Linked DNA regions of Rattus norvegicus: region 2 is linked to region 1. The links are chromatin contacts, called in public Hi-C maps. All regions are on one chromosome and are shown on one strand. Each heading gives the region's core, a stretch centred on a gene start, on an enhancer-like site or on the middle of the called end of the contact. The rest is flanking DNA. Distances are from core to core; before and after follow the strand shown. Region 1 overlaps Letm2 (leucine zipper and EF-hand containing transmembrane protein 2). Region 2 has its middle 60 kb from the start of Tacc1.

Evidence for each region. Hi-C and Micro-C count contacts between places; a contact is called where the count stands out from the background.
Region 2: a contact with region 1 is called in a Hi-C map of Schwann cells, with 8 times the contacts expected there. The contact joins two enhancer-like sites. A contact is called at or near these places in 9 of 12 Hi-C or Micro-C datasets (the Rat2 cell line, Schwann cells, frontal cortex and 4 more) and 1 of 1 datasets of contacts at active chromatin or transcription factors (oligodendrocytes).

The regions. Positions count from the first base shown.
Region 1 is chr16:73,183,088-73,186,936 of GRCr8, reverse strand. Letm2 (leucine zipper and EF-hand containing transmembrane protein 2) reads right to left here. Exons shown (of 10, transcript NM_001012158.1): 5 at 3,705-3,849; 6 at 3,011-3,211; 7 at 1,782-1,901. Among named protein-coding and RNA genes, the nearest start is that of Letm2, 13 kb to the right of the region's middle. Within about 2 kb of position 1,681, at least 18 of the 93 cell types and tissues checked have an H3K27ac peak or open chromatin away from gene starts, as enhancers often do. A contact at or near this core is called in Schwann cells, where this site is marked.
Region 2 is chr16:73,485,751-73,489,599 of GRCr8, reverse strand. No RefSeq gene overlaps it. Among named protein-coding and RNA genes, the nearest start is that of Tacc1, 60 kb to the left of the region's middle. Within about 2 kb of position 2,014, at least 27 of the 93 cell types and tissues checked have an H3K27ac peak or open chromatin away from gene starts, as enhancers often do. A contact at or near this core is called in Schwann cells, where this site is marked.

The DNA of each region.
Region 1 (3,849 bases), core at 432-2,931:
CCAAATCTCACTATATTGCCTAAGCTGGTCTGGTTTCCATGGCAAGCCTGCCTCAGCCTCTCATCCCTGGGACGCCCTCTATAAACGTCCATCTTCCAGTTAGCTAGAGCACTGTGCTAAGAGGACAATGGCTCCCTCACACAGTTTTCAAGTGACAGCACTGGCCCTTTGCCCCAAATAATCTTAACACGATACAGAAGTTTTTACACTGATAGCAATGAGAACCTAAAGGAGCTAATTCTTGGTTTTCCACTGCACTGCTGCTGCTGTTAGAATACAGTGTGCTCCCTGATGGGGCTGCAGACATCCACCACCAAAGCCAGTACCGCATGCTGACTTGGAGCACAAGAGGAAAAGTAGCCAATGTGGGCTCTGAGGCGAGATCTGTCAGCAGAGCCTGGCAATGATAGCCTGCGTGTGAGACTTTCTGCCAAGACCCTACTTTGTTGTCGCCAAATTCTAAATCAGACTCGAAGATCCACCCGATGATATACACACCTCCCGGTCATTCAGGCATTAATCTAGATCAGCAGTTCTCAACTTGTGGGTCACAACCCCTTTGGGGTCAAATGACCCATTCATAGGGGGTCACTTAAAATCATCAGAAGATAAATATTTACACTACAATTCATAACAGTAGCAAAAAAGTTATGAAGTAGCAACAAAAATAATTTTATAGTTGGGGGTCACCACAGCTTGAGGAACTGTATTCAAGGACCGCAGCTTTAGGAAGGTTGAGAACCGCCGGTCTAGATGCTTTATGAAGGGATTTTACAGATGGAATTGAGGTCCCACGTCAGTCTACTCTGAGATAGATCAAGGTGAGCTTTACCTAGTCACAAGACCTGGAGGCCCAAACCAGAGGTCCAAGGTCTGAGGCCTGAGAACGGAGGGCAAACTTGGCAGATAGAAGCAGGAGCCAAGAGGGAAATACAGGTGGCTCCTGGAGCCGAGTGAGGACAGGCGGGCCGGCAGCCAGTGAGGAAACAAGAACATCCTCCTTTCTACGGCTGTAGAAAACTTGGCTCAGCCAACAAGCTGGGGGAGTTTGGGAACAGAGTACTCCCTGGGGACTCCAGGAAGGCCTCCAGCCAGCACTTGTGACCTTTGGCTGCTAAATGGCTGCCACTGTGATCATTCGCCATCAGGGTAGTTTGTGGCAGCACTGCAGAAGACTGGGTCCCTCTTCAGGGTGTGACTAGCTGCTCCATGAAATAAGGCGAGGTCTGAGTGGTGGCCTGGTTCTTTGGACTTTAAATGTTCTTCCAAGTTCCATGTGTTAAAAACATGTTCACCAGCCTATGGTTCTATTGGGAAGTGTGAGGCCTGCTGGGAAGAGGTTGGACCATTGAAGGGAATTTGGAGTCTTGTCTCCTGTTTCTTCCCTTTTTTAAAACACAAAATCCAGGGTCTCGCTTTGTAACCCTAGCCAGCCTGGAACTCACTGTGTAGACCAGGCTGACCTCAAGCTCACAGATCTGCCTGCCTGCGTCTCCCAAGCGCTGGGACTAAAGGTGTGCTCTCTCTTCTTTACCTCTTGGACACCATAAAATGAAGAAGACTTCTCTGCTGTGCACAATACTCTCTGGCATAGAACCAGAGAACGAGGACCAGGCAACCACTGGCTGAAGGCATGGGAGCCATGAGCCAAAACAAACCTCCCTCCTTCAGACTCATTTTGTCACAGCCGTGGAAGGCTGACTCACAACTTGCAAAGGAGAAGTCCCCACAAGAGGTCTGTGAGTCCCAGGGAGAAAGTCTCAGTGAGGAGGGCTGCTTGCCTCTGTGAGCTGCTGGCGCAGTTGTTCTTCAGTGAGGCCCAGCGACCTCATCCCCCGGGCCCGACACGCAGCCTGAAGTTCTGACACACTTAAAGCCTTCACCCCTTCTTTGGCAATGACCTGCAACGAGTGTAGGGGACAGTATTAGATCTTTGGATTTCAGTTTGACTTAATCCCTAGATTCCAGCAAAATTGATAGAAACCCCAAATCTGATGCTCTGGCCCTCTGGCCCTGTACGGATTGCTGTAAACCGGCTACTTAGGGAGGGAGCAGTGGAAATGAAGGGATACCTCTAACAGATGGCAATAAACCATAGTCACAGAGCTGCTCCCAGAGTCTTGTCACTAAAGTATTTCCTATCTTGGTTTGGATTTTGTCTAGTTGTAACATCTACTGTTCCTTTCAGTTTTTAGGGCTTGTTAGAAAACAAACCAATCTGTTTTGAAAAGCTTCCTGACCCCGTTGGCTGAGTGTCTTAGTGCTGTTTCCCATACTCCCTCCCCAGGAACAGCCTGGGTTCTCTGGTCTACAAGACCATTGATAAATGACAATTTCTACATGGTGTGAAGAAACTATGGTTCTTCTGGGACCAGTATTGTTCATACCACACTTCTAAAAGCAACATCCACAATCTGAATAGGGCCACTGTGTTTATGTCTTCTTTGTTTTGGAAAGCTTGCTTCTCTAAGTGGAATACTGCAGCAGCTGGCTGACATTCAGGAAAGTCTTTTCCAAGTTTTAAAGGAGCCTAATTAGTAGTTAGAGTCCAAATGGTGGCTTCCACAAAATGGCCAGACCCTGGTTTTCCTCCTAGCATTGTGTTCTGCCACCTTCTTTTCACCAGACCAACTCACCCAGCAGAATCTTTTACTTTGGCACTAGTTCCTCTGTAGGAGAACTCTGTGTGTGCGTGTGTGTGTGTGCGCGCGCCTGTGTGTGATGGGGTGCTGCCAAGAATCTACTGAGCTGGTGTTTCCTTCCTGGCAGGTCCTAAGTAGATTATACCCAGCTAATACATCCAGATTGCTGGCTGCTTACAATGACCTTCGCAAGATACAACAAACGAACACAGAAATGAATAGTAAAGTTTGAAGCAGTCATAGGAATGGTTTCTCGAGCCATTCACTTTGCTGGATGACCGTATGGCAGACCCGACAGAAAACTACGCAGTTAGCTAAGGTGCCCTCCGGGGCCTCCCTGGTGCCCACTGCTGCGGTTATGCTCTTACTTCATCATCTGCTTTTATAGACCTCAGGGTCATCAGGAGCTGGAAGCGGAGCAAATTGTTTGTGCCGAAGGCCTGCAACTCCAGCAGCTTACACAGGGCGACTAGCTGGGGTCGACGTAAGTGTTCCAGGGCTAACTGATCCTCGAAGAGTTTGGAGAAGCGAACTATCTCCTTAGTGGAGGGCTTGTGACCTGTTTGGACCTAGGCAAAGGGACAAAGGCCAGTTAGAATCTCTTACTTAGCGAACCCACCTCAATGAAGTGTTTGGAAAACAAGTCAAAGGAGGTAGGGACTTGATGTGTGGTAGAGACACGGATCCAGTGGCTCACGGGATAAAGAGTGTGCAGTTGTCGACTAGTGGGAGACTGGGTACTTGCCTTGCATGCATGCTGGGTTCGGGGCCTAGTCCAACACCTCTCCTGCCCCCGAAAATCTTTCTAGAATCCACCTTAGTCACCAGAAAAATCAGCAGTATTTTTAAAGTGTGTGTGAATCTTTCTTTTTCAGATGGTTGCTTTAAGGTGGCTTTATTTTACTTTACTTTTGCAAACTACTCTAAACGTTTAGATGATATTTATTTGTAATTTAGATTTGCGGCATTTCAAAGATCCTGAACAATCTGGATGATCCAGGGTGACAAGCTTTTCTTTGTAACTCCAGCCCAGGAGTTGCTGGCCCCGGGTGAGCCCGACACCTGTTTTACATAAGAGGAGAGCTGTGAGGAATCGGAGGAGTCGTCGTCCAACTTGGCTCGGTTCCTCTTCGCCATCTCTGTCATCGTCTCTTGAAGGAATTTTGCTATTTCCAATTTGGCACCCATCATCTTTTTCTGTTTTTCT
Region 2 (3,849 bases), core at 765-3,264, 300 kb before region 1:
ATTTTCCATCTCTATGGATCACGCACAGTCTTTGTGCGTTGTAATTTCCTGAACAATGCATTCTAACAATTAGACTCTGCATTCGCTCTGTATGAGGGATCCTAAGCACATGATTTGAAGCACACAGGAGGATAAGCATAGGCTAAATGCGAACCTGATATAAGCATCTGCAGTCTGGGCGTCTCTGGGGGAATTCCTAGAAACAATACCACAGATGCTGGGGATGGCTGCAAACTCGGTCATGTAAACCAACAGCACAGAAAGCAGTCTTTCCTTTCCCTGTCACGGACACTCAATCCACTAGCGAGCCCTGTCAACTCCTTTTCTCAGATGAAGGCTCATCATCACCTCTGCTGACAAAATTCAAAGGAAGCAGACCGTGCCTGGTATTTCATCAGTGCCAAAGCAAGATGCTCCCAATGGGCCAATTTCTGTTCTTGCTCCCCGTCATCCAGCCGCCAGAACAACGCACGTTCTGTAGTCCAAACTCCAACAACTTCCCAGTGTTAGTGTAGGATCCTTCAAATGCCCCATGGTGGTTAGACCTGCCTATGCCCTCTAGGCTCGTCTGTTAGGTCCCTTTCTGACGCTCAACCATGCCCAGTACCTTGCTACTTCTGTGTCTTCAAATATAATCCTTGCTTTGCCTCTCAAATGTTCCCCTCACAGGGACCTTGACTGATGGTACAGATTGGTCATGTATACCACGTCTCTGGGAACTCAAGCCAAAAGCACACTAAAAATTGTTACATAAAATATGTCCTCTGTTCCTACCATGACAAATTCTTCCTAATGACAAAACTGAAGAGTCTGTGCTAAACACATGTGAGTAAAATAGGACAACTGAATTCAATTACCACTGTGCCCGTCTGAGTGGTCTGGGTTCTTGTTACTGAAACGTGAACAAGTAATCAAACAGAAACATGCATTATTTATAACAAAGTATACATTGATTGCACAGAGATACTTTGAGTTAAAGAAAATCACTACTACAGTCACCATCAAGTAACTTATGTTCTATTAAGGTGAGCTATAAAGGTTTTTAAATGTCACTGTCTCAATGTGTACAGAACTTAAGCACATTATCACTTAAAATATGACAGCCATAAATTAGAAGTTAAGATTTTTTTAACGTATGCTTTCAAGAAAAGTTACTTTTACTCAAGTACTCAAAATTATTTATAATTACATAAATTCATATTCAAATGTGTGGTGTGAATTTTTATAATTACTTGAAAAACCATTTGAGGATTCAGCTAAATTACATTAGAAGAAACTGCTTGAGAATTCAACTAAATTACATAAAACAGTTTTTTTTTTTTACTTGTGTTTTTGTTTGTTTGCCCGTTTGTTTTTCCTAACGACTGAGCCTGGGCCTCATTTATGCTAAATATATACTACTTTAAGCTATAACCCTTAAATGTTTTCAGCTTTAGCGTCGGTTCCCATCTGGCCGTTGGGGGGTTGTTTCGTTGGTTTTGGTTTGACTTTAGTTTTGGTTTTAGGTTTTGGAGACAGGGTTTCTCTGTGCAGTCCTGGAACTTACTCTGTAGACCAGGCTAGCCTCAAACTCAGACGTTCACCTGCCTCTGCCTCCCCAGGGATGGGACCAAAAGTCTGCATAGACCACCTCTGCCCATCCAGATGGCTATTAAGATAAGGGACTGGCCAGTTTCAAGCCTTGGAGAGGTAAATTGTTTAAGGTTAACACCACCAAACGTTCCTCATTCTATGTGCGTGGTTGCAGATACTGCTTTAACCCCCGAGCATCTGCAGAGAGCAAACACAGGGGATGTCCAGACTTCCGGACTCTATTCTTCGTTCAGCCCACCGCACAGATGTTATCTGAGCAGAAGCCCTGGGTGCATTAATCTGTTTGTCCTCTTACCCAAGCGCGTCAGCCATGTGACCCTGTGTTTGTCTCAACTTTGGCAGACCACAGCCCACAACAGTGACGCATGCAGATGAGGTGGTAGAGAAGCATCTGCTTGGAGTCTGAACAAGATGAGTAAACACGAGCCTCTGATTCCCACGGCCCAGGGTGTGGCCTCTATTGCCTTGGCCAAAGGTAACTCTCAGTAAGGTCATGCCTCTCCTCTCGCTTAGGACTTCTTTGCTGCAAGACCTTCCTAGCCTACTCTGAACACCCGAGAGTGTGCCCACCTCCCCCAATTGTCTGCATCCTGCCGCTTTCTGTGTTGTTCAAAGCAGCCAACTCATCCTGGAATTACACTGTATCTCATTTAGGGTTTGTTTTAAAGCAGGGTTTCAAACTAGGGCTCTGGCTCCCGGCTCGAGTGTCCGGACCGCAGGCAGGAGGTACGGTAGACATGACATTGTGTATTATGCACCGCTCCCATACCCACCACGGGTTTTTTGCCCTATTCATAGGGGCCTTTTGGCAATGATCAGATACTTGCGAGCATAAAATGTCAGGGCTGCAACTGACCCGTGCCTTTGCGCTTGCTCACTGCTTACTCCCTTGAGAAGTCCTGAGAGCTCCTGCACAGCGCTGACGCAGAGGTGCCTCGTTAGTCACTGGGAACCAGCAGACCAGCTGGAACTGAAACCAGACTCGTCAAGCAAAGCCGGGGCTCTCCCCTGGGCACTGGGATGCAGAGGCCCACAGGACCTAGCTTTCCAGCCCGCTGGGCGAGTGAGCATTTCTTCCTCAAGAGGGCGCCAACCGCCCGCATCTGAGCTGTCGGCAATTGGATTCTGAGGACCTGAATGACCCTCCGGTCCAAGAGCAGGGTTTCAAAAACACCGGAGACATTTCAGCCACACCAAGATTGGGATGCCAGTTCCATAGACCCCCCATAAGTTCCGTGTTTCTGGAAAGTCGGGAACTCTTTGCTTAACATCTTTCGGGAAGTTGAGACCTTTTCAGCCTCTGCGCGGTGGGCGTTTTGGACTAGAAAGATGAGGAGGGGGATGCTTTTCGGAGCACAGCAGCCTCGCCCTAAGGATGTGCCAGGACTCGTCCCTCCTCCCTTTGAACGTTAGGATGGGTGGAGAACCATCATCCAGTGATGTAAGGGAGAGATTCCTGTGGCCCCCACAACCCCAGAACCCGAGCTGGAAATGAGCACACCCCAGACCCAAGACAGAATTCGGGAATGTTCTGCACAGGCTATCACGGTTTCTATCCTGTAAACTTTCCTTCCAGGGATAGTTTTTACTTGTTTTATCATTTCCAAATGGTAATCGTTTGTGAATTACGTGGTCTTTAACCTCCTGCCTATAAACTCTAAGCCAGTTCAGGGGATCCACCTCCCCACCTCCACTCCCACCGCCCACAGTCTGCCTAGTTCCTATTTCTCAGGAGTCATTTATCTCCCTTTTATTGTTGTTTTCTTCTTTGGCTTCCCCCTCAGCCAGACAGGCTTAATAACTGACAGTCATCACGTAGAGCATAGTGGTGGCAGCCACCCCTCACCCCTGCCCCCACCCCCACCCCGTTTCCCCCACCTCTCTAACCCCTCTCACCCCCCTCCACCCCCCAACTCCCGCAAGGGGACGCAGTCGTTTCCCAGAGTCAGAATGCTCTGCAGTCCCGGCTTCTATTGTTTTCTTAGCAGACTCTGGTTTTGTTTCTTGGCTATCCTTGAATGAAGAAACTCTTAAACCATCATGTGTCTGCTTAGCTTTGTGTCGGAAAGAGGGGTAAACAGGAAGTCTACACCCCCACCCCTCCCAAATAAAAGTGACCAGTCAATTAGGCCTTCTAGCATGACTTAGCCCCCACTGCCCAGGCACCTTGGGGGAAACTGGATTCCATTAATCAGGCCAAAGCAGAGCTACAGGGAGGCCTGCGGGCAGCCAGAAAGGAGAGTGGGTGCCAAAGAT